2 separate regions of the Drosophila melanogaster genome follow, and region 2 is linked to region 1. Evidence: chromatin contacts called from public Hi-C data. All regions are on one chromosome and are shown on one strand. The core of a region is the stretch at or near the end of the contact, and the rest is flanking DNA. Distances in the headings are between cores, read along the strand shown.

What was found. A called contact is a pair of places that touch in the nucleus more often than the background predicts.
Region 2: a contact with region 1 is called in a Hi-C map of the Kc167 cell line, with 2.6 times the contacts expected there. The contact joins the promoter of Top3alpha here to the promoter of CG31805 in region 1. A contact is called at or near these places in 12 of 107 Hi-C or Micro-C datasets (the D17-c3 cell line, the Kc167 cell line, the S2 cell line and 4 more).

What each region holds. Positions count from the first base shown.
Region 1 is chr2L:16,898,470-16,902,317 of dm6, forward strand. It overlaps CG31805, which reads right to left and starts at 2,004. Exons shown (of 5, transcript NM_165201.3): 1 at 1,885-2,004; 2 at 1,632-1,830; 3 at 277-1,573; 4 at 1-209. The coding sequence starts at 1,950. All of the region lies in intron 9 of tweek (tweek,), which reads left to right. CG12288 reads right to left here and starts at 3,749. Exons shown (of 3, transcript NM_135978.2): 1 at 3,259-3,749; 2 at 2,812-3,195; 3 at 2,066-2,752. The coding sequence starts at 3,682. The coding sequence ends at 2,253.
Region 2 is chr2L:19,495,823-19,499,836 of dm6, forward strand. It overlaps Top3alpha (Topoisomerase 3alpha), which reads left to right and starts at 2,346. Exons shown (of 4, transcript NM_078878.3): 1 at 2,346-2,571; 2 at 2,638-3,271; 3 at 3,324-3,785; 4 at 3,844-4,014. The coding sequence starts at 2,416. swm (second mitotic wave missing) reads left to right here. Exons shown (of 6, transcript NM_001273657.1): 4 at 1-1,047; 5 at 1,139-1,267; 6 at 1,338-2,156. The coding sequence ends at 1,562.

The DNA.
Region 1 (3,848 bases), core at 754-3,253:
CGCGCTTTTTCCTCCTGTACTCGGAATCCAAATGGAATTCCTCCATTGTTCTGGGCTCCTCCTCGGTGAGTTTGTCCATGTTTAACGCCTCGCTTTCCCTTCGATCCTCAAGCAATCGACGCTCGCCACTATCATTTTCACTTTGTATATAGTCGTCTTGCATTTGAATCAAATAACGAGGTGGATCCCGAGCATTATTGGCAATAAAACTTGAGCAAGAAATTGATTATGTGATGATGTGATGGTAATGAAACAACAAAATCGTAGTTATCTTACCTTTCGCTATCGAAGAGATGTTCCTGCTTGGGCAGATCAGTGTTAAGTGGCATCAGCTCATCCTTGATACTCGCCTGTTTATTATCATCTTCATTGGGCATGTGCTCCTCAAATTGCTTCTCTGTTTGTTCTCTCTTACGAAGTGAGGTCCTGGAGGACTGATGCCGATCGTTAGGATCAAGCGGATCTGCTTCATTCGCTATCGGTTCGTTTTGTCGACTCCTGTCGACTCCCTCCACATTAGGTGCCTTCTGATTCCGATTGAACTGCTGTTCACCTTGATGCAAACTAGCTGATTGTCCAGCATCGAAGTTTGCCAGATGTTCTTTCTCCCAGTTGGTCAGATGATCTTTTTGAAAGTTGTTCTGATATTCTGAATCGAAATTAGACTGATGCTCCTGCTCGAAATTAACCGGATTGGTAAAATCTAAGTTTGGCTGATATTCCTTGTTTAAATTAAACTGATCTTCTTGATCCAAAGTGGACTGGCTTTTTAGCTCTAAGCCAGTAGATTGTTCTTGATCAATCTTAGCATTATAGTTCTGATCCAAGTTGGCCTGATCTTCTTCTTTCAATTGGCCTGAAGGTTCGTGCTTCAAGTTTTTGGGGTAATCCTGCATAAGATTTTCACGACTATACTCGTTTTTTAAATTAGTTTGATGTTTCTGCTCTGTATTAATCTTGCTATCCTTTCCTAAGTCAAAAGGCTGACCTTGCTCCAAACTATCTGGATTTTCTAGGCCTAAGTTGTTGTCAAACTCGGAGTTTGATAGTTCCATTTGTGCATCATTCAATGGTTCACCTTGATCATTTAATGCTGATGTGAGCTCATCACCCAGCTGCGCATTTCCAGTCAACGGCCGCCCTGGAATATATTCTTCATCCAAAAGTGTGTTTCTACTTTCCTTGCCCCTTGATCGCCTGCTGGCCTGGCACAGAAAGTCATCTGCCTCGCATTCGAAGTCATCCTTAGGTTTCTTGCACTTTTTGTTCTTTGGCTTCGGAGATTTGGTAGTTTCGCTTATAAGATCGTCGTCCATAAAGCCACCGGATTTTGGCTTGCAACTATCGTAGGCGCTTTTAGTTGAGCACATTCGAGTGGTTTTCGGCACACAAGTGCTTTTCCTTGAGCAACGCTTGGTAGTCGGGCAAGTGGGTCTCTTTGTGCACAAATTAGGCTTCGTTTCATCGGAATCCTCCTCATCCCGGCAGTTATCATCGAGACCTACTTCCATGGACTGAAAGTCCTGCTTGCGTATATTGGCCATCGCTTGTCTACCATGTGTTGTTAGACTCGCTTTCTTTGAAAAGTTTCAGCCGGTGACAATGAGAGATCATCTACAGTGATAACTTACCGTCAGAGTCGACATCTTCATCTCGGCCAAGGCGCTCATCAAGTAGCTTGTTCAAGGAGTTAAGATCATCTAAGGTTAGATCCTTGAGGCTCTCCTGTACCTCCGCATCGGTAAGACCATTTGTGAGGTCGGGATAGTCGGCAGGATCGGTCAAGGGAGCATTCAGGACACTCAAATCCTTGGAATCGGCCTGGGATTCCTAGAGCACCGATTGCACAATCTCTCAAAAAAAGACATTTAACAATAAACTTACCACAGGAAATGCATTTAGCACTAAAGGGTTAAGACTGCAAATAAAGCAGATCCCAAGCAGAAACATTTTATTTTAGATGTAGTCTTTGACTGAGAATTATTTCAAAGCCTTGTTGACAGCTGCTTTTGTCAAAACCCCCTCTATTTAATTAACTTATTTTAATACACAATACACATTGTTTAAAATTTTGCATTTTATTTTTAAGTTGTTCTCTGAGTAATCTTTCAACGATTACTTGGTCAACATAATCAATCTAGTGTCCGCTACGGAAACTGATCCGGTGGTTAACTTCGTAACAGAAAGTCAAACGAATCTCATTGAATTGAGTTTCAACTTATTTCAAACCTTATGCCTAGTCTAAATGTATATTAACTCTTTTGCTTGGGTGCTATTTTTTTGGCAAGAGCCGTTTGTTGGTCATTGCTTTTCTTTTTAGGCTTCTTAGCCTTCTTGATGCCGTCGACTTTGACGCCCCGGTACTCTGACTTCTTCTTTTGACCAGTAGGTGCTCCTTCTTTTTTCAAACTACCGTTCTCCTTGCCCTTCTTCTTGTCTAGCCTTTTTTTTGCGCCCGCAGAATTCTGGTTCTTAGCTTTGGTCTTTGAGGACGTTTTCGAAGCAGCTGAGGCGGCGGCAGCATCGCGCACTTGCTTGGCACCCAGTTTTTTGACTTGATAGCGCTCCACGTTGATAGGCCTATCATCTAGAAGCGTCTGATTAAGTTCAAGAGCTAGTCCCACAGCATCGGGCTTTTGGAAACAGACGTATGCTACTCCTTTGCAGCCCTTGTCGCCATCCTGCAGGCAGCGAATGTAGTCTATTTCGCCGCAACTGGAGAAGATCTCTCGCAGCTGCTCCTCGGTGGCCGCTGGAATGTGTAGCACATGATGTTAGCATTTAGTTAAAACTACTTACTGCTTTACTTACAGTACTTTAGGCTGCCAACGAAAATGGTTCGCTTGGCATCCTTGTCACTGGGCTGCTTATCCTTTGCCTGGCCGAATTTCTCCGCCATAGACGCGGGAGTCACCCGCAGGTGATTTTCCTTGAACTCGGAGCCATTAAGAGCCAGCGCTTGCTGGGCAATCTCGGGTTTCTCGAGCACCACGTAGGCGTTCAGGGAGCCGGCTACCTTGCGCTGTTTGTGCTTGAAAAGCTGCTTACCACCGGCGGTGCGCAGCCGGATGGATTGAACCAACCCATATGGCTGGAACAATTTCACCAGCTGTACACGTTTGGTGTTGATTGGCAAATTCCCCACGAAAACGGTGGACGCCTCTTCTGCAGGATTGCGGATCCGCTTAACTCCTTCTGTGGGATGAAAATGATGGAAATTGATGAATCTATGGGAATATGGTTTTTTGTTAACCTTACCTTCGTCCTTGTTATTGGCATTGGCTTTGGCTTTTTTAGACACTTTTCCTTTTGGTTTTTCATTTGGAGCAGTCGTTGGTTCCTTCTCCACTTTTTCCTTTTTGGTGGCCTTACTTTCGACTTTAACCTGCGCTTCTGGTTCCGTTTTGATCTCCTTGGGCGCCAGTTTGTTTTGCTGCTTCTTCAGCTTCTGTGCCTGCTTCTTGGCCTTCTTTTTTTCGATCTTGGCCAGGTCTTTGGCGGACAATTTTTTGGGACTTTCCTGGACAGCGGCCTTTACTTCATCTTTTGGCACTTTAACCGTCTTCTTTTTGGGCTTCGTCTTTGATTTCTTTGTCACTTTACCATCCTCCACGACGCCTGGCTCTTTTTTAATCGGCTTTAATTCAGCCTTTTCTGATTCTTTCGCTTTTGGTGTTTTCATTCTTGCACAAATTAGCACTTTATCAATAATATGTTTTTTCTACACGTGTGGTGGCCCAAAAGTGTGCCCGCCCTTGACCGTTAAAAATACCATGCGTTCAAAATAAAAATACTGAAATGTTCAAGATAAAATATATACCGAATATACCGTTTTTATTATTTAAATC
Region 2 (4,014 bases), core at 1,096-3,595, 2.6 Mb after region 1:
GGCGATCCAGAGGCAGCTATCGTGACTTTTTCCACTCATGCTGAAGCTAATGTGGCCTACAGGAGCACGGAGGCGGTGCTAAACAACCGATTTATTAAGGTCTTCTGGCATAACGACAGCAGCGGAGCGGATGTGGGACAGATGAACCAGATGGGCGGCGGTGGAGGAGGCGGTGGACGGAAGAACGCCAGCCAGTACCATCTGCATAACGTTCCGGCAGTGCCAACACCCAATGCGGATGGTGCGAAGATCAGCAATGCCAATCCTCTGACTGAGGCGGGAGCTGGTAACATTGGCACCCCTGCCACGGAACAGGCCAACACAGCGGCTCCGGCATCAATGCGTCTCAAGCTAAATACAACGACAGCTGGCGGCTCAGCTGGAGGAGCAGCTGGTGCGGGAGCACCGGGATCAGGTCGTCCTTTGAACCCTGCCGCCAATGCCGCTAGCATACGCAAGAAGCAGGAGGAGCAGCAGAAAGCAGTTCACCAACTGGCTAACGGGTTGCGCAAACGCAAACAAGAATTGCTCCAGAGCTATATGAAGCAGATGAAGACTGCTCTGGAACTGGTGGAGCGAATGGACCAGCAGGATCCTCAGAGGGCCCCTACTCTGCAGACAATAAAGGTGCTGCAGATGACAATCGACAAACTACGAAAGGAAATCAAGGCCGACCAGGATCAGTTGCAAGCACAAATGCAGCAACAACAGCAGCAGCAACAGCCGCCCGTCAAGAAGACCAAGGAGCAGCAGAAGAAGGAATTGCTTGACATGGAACTGGAGCTAATCGCCCAGCAACAGGAGGGCAACGACACTACAGCCATTCAGAAGCGATTGGAGGAGTTACAGCGCAATCTTGGTGTTGGCTCAGCTGCGAATAACAAGTCTACCCACTATGCACCTGCTTCCGGGGCACCCGGTGGCGGTGCAGGACGCAAGCGTCCGAATCTGCCGGAGGGACCCACTCGTGTCGACAGGCGGCCAAAGGCCATCGTGGTCACTGGCTTTGCGGCCGAAGAGGCAGACTTTGTCCTCGGGCACTTTAAGGTAAGCCTAATGCCGAGTTCTCAAAATGAGATTGTTTGATATTTTTGGTTTTGGATTGCAATGAACATGTATTTTTCGTGTCTTTTCACAGAACTTCGGCGAGATTTCTAAGCATGATGTAGACCGTGAGATTCCACAGTTAATACTCTCATACGCAACCCGTCTCAACGCCGAACAGGCTGTGCTCCGGGGCAAAATGTACAAAGACAAGCGCCTGCAGGTGAGTGAACGACAAAGGCTGCCTCTGCCGTGCGAATTCGGCAGCATATTAACTCTTTGTACAACCACAGATCTCGTGGGCTCCCGTGGTGACTCCCGCTCCAGCTCCAATGGCCGCCCCTGTTGAGAAGTCCGCTGCACCAGGTGACATGTCCGTTAGCCTAGAGAACCCCAAACAATTAATCCAGTCCGTCAGTGAGAGCGAGAGTCTGTTAGGCAGCGACACGCTGCCGGAGCTGCGCCTGGAAGATGAGGAGGAGGATGAGGAGTCCGAGGATCGCTCCTGGCGTCGTTGATCCATCGCCCTCCGCTGTTGAGGCGGCCGGGAAAGTTCCGTGGGGCTCACAAGTGTTAGGAAACCCTTAACATGTATTTGTTGTTATTCTATATCTAACTGCTGAGTGTGTGGCAGTGCTGAGAATGAACGAACACTTTGCACACTTCAATTAAACGCTCTAAATATTACTAATATTTTACTGAACATAAGTTATGAATCGCCTAAAAATACGAATGAGTTTAGCTAAGCCTAAGTCCGAAATAACAACACTGAAACTACAACTTCAACAGCGAAATGCAACCAAACTCCAAGGCTCGATGCGAAAAAGCGCGAGACAAAACATTGGTTAAAGATCGTGAACTACCTTTGTATTTACACATTTTTCACTCTATCCTTTTCTTATATACAAATATATATACGCGGATATATAATTGTTAAGATTTTATGTTGAGTTAAAACGATAAAACACTAAAAGAACAAAAAAATTGCAAAGAAAAAATCCCCAAAAACAAGCGCAATGAAAGTCAAAAAAAGAAAAAAATCGTAGCAACGTGAATGCAAAACAGCAAGTTATATAGAGAGATATAATAAATAAAATAGTTTCGTATTTCAGGAGAAACAATGTCTATTTTTGGTTAAAGGGTGGCAGTCATACCAACAGAGAAAAATTGCTATTTGATTGGTGGTGTTACTTCTAAATTCAATTTTTTCAAAAGGCGCGCCACTTTTTATCGGTGTTACCAGCTGGATTGACAGCTGCGCTGCCAAGAAATCGATGACCGAAGAAAAAACTTCGATAAATTCATCGATGTTCTTCCTCTTCATATGGCGCGATCAAAAGTTTGTTTTTACTCTACTGCGAATTTATTTGAATGAAAGCTGTCTTAACATGTTTTCGCCCCGTCGTCGCCTCACACAGAAGATATTGCGCTAATCCCGGCCAGGCAATGAAGTACTTAAACGTGGCTGAGAAGAACGACGCCGCCAAAACGATTGCCGGCCTGCTGTCAAATGGCGCAGCACAAAGGGTATGCTATTCAATTTGGTGGGAATTGTAGGATGCAAACACAACTTATTTGTTTTCCTGCCCACAGCGCGAAGGCTACTCGGTGTACAACAAGGTCTTCGATTTCGAGGCCCCTGTGCGCGGTCAGAATGCCAAAATGGTTATGACCTCCGTATCCGGCCACATGATGCAGCTGGCATTCCAGGTGTCTTACAAAAATTGGAGAACGGTGGATCCGCGCTCTTTATTCGACGCGCCGGTGAAAAAGGGCGTGGGCTCGGATTATGAGCCTATCAAAAGGACCTTGGAACGCGAGGTGCGCGGCTGTCAGGGATTGATTATCTGGACGGATTGCGATCGCGAGGGCGAGAACATTGGCTACGAGATTATTGATGTGTGTCGCGCTATCAAACCGAATATTTCGGTTTATCGTGCCACTTTCTCGGAGATTACCACGGTGGCGGTGCGTCGGGCTCTGCAGCAATTGGGGCAGCCGGACAAAAGGCAGAGCGATGCAGTGGATGTGCGCACGGAACTGGATTTGCGAACTGGTGCCGCCATCACCCGGTTTCAGACAATGCGCCTACAACGTCTGTTCCCCGAAAAGATAGCTGATAAGCTCATATCCTATGGAAGCTGCCAAATTCCCACCCTGGGATTCGTCGCCGAACGGTACAAGGAGATTGAGGCCTTCGTATCCGAGCCATTTTGGAAGATTAAGGGTAGGAGGAGGATGCAGTACGCATTGGAAAGCTATAAATATTGTATTTCTAGTTCTGCACACAATTGATGACTTGACGGTGGAGTTTAATTGGGCCCGAAACCGACTCTTCGATAAGGAAGCTTGTGAAAACTATTTGCTCCTCTGCCTGGCCGAACCCGATCCTAGAGCGCTCGTGGAGAGCGTCACCGTTAAGCCCAAACACAAATGGCGCCCAACTCCGCTGGATACCGTGGAAATGGAGAAGCTTGGCTCGAGGAAACTCAAGCTATCTGCCAAGGAGACGATGACAATAGCCGAAAAATTATATACCAAGGGTTTCATCAGCTATCCCCGTACGGAAACCAACCAGTTCTCCAAGGAGTTCGCTCTGGCACCACTAGTTGAGATGCAAACGGGTCACCGCGACTGGGGAGCATTTGCCCAGCGGGTGATTGAGTGGGGACCAAATCCTCGAAACGGTAACAAATCGGATCAGGCCCATCCTCCAATTCATCCCACCAAGCTGGCAGAAAGTAAGGGAATCTTTATTTTAATCTAAAACCGAACATAACATACCCCTTTCTCCTAAAGACCTGCAGGGAAACGAGGCGCGAGTGTACGAACTGGTCGTCCGGCACTTCCTCGCCTGCGTCAGCAAAGATGCAGTCGGCTCCGAAACCCTTGTCCATATCGACATTGCCGGTGAGAAGTTCACGGCCAATGGTCTGGTTATTCACGAACGAAACTACCTAGATGTTTATG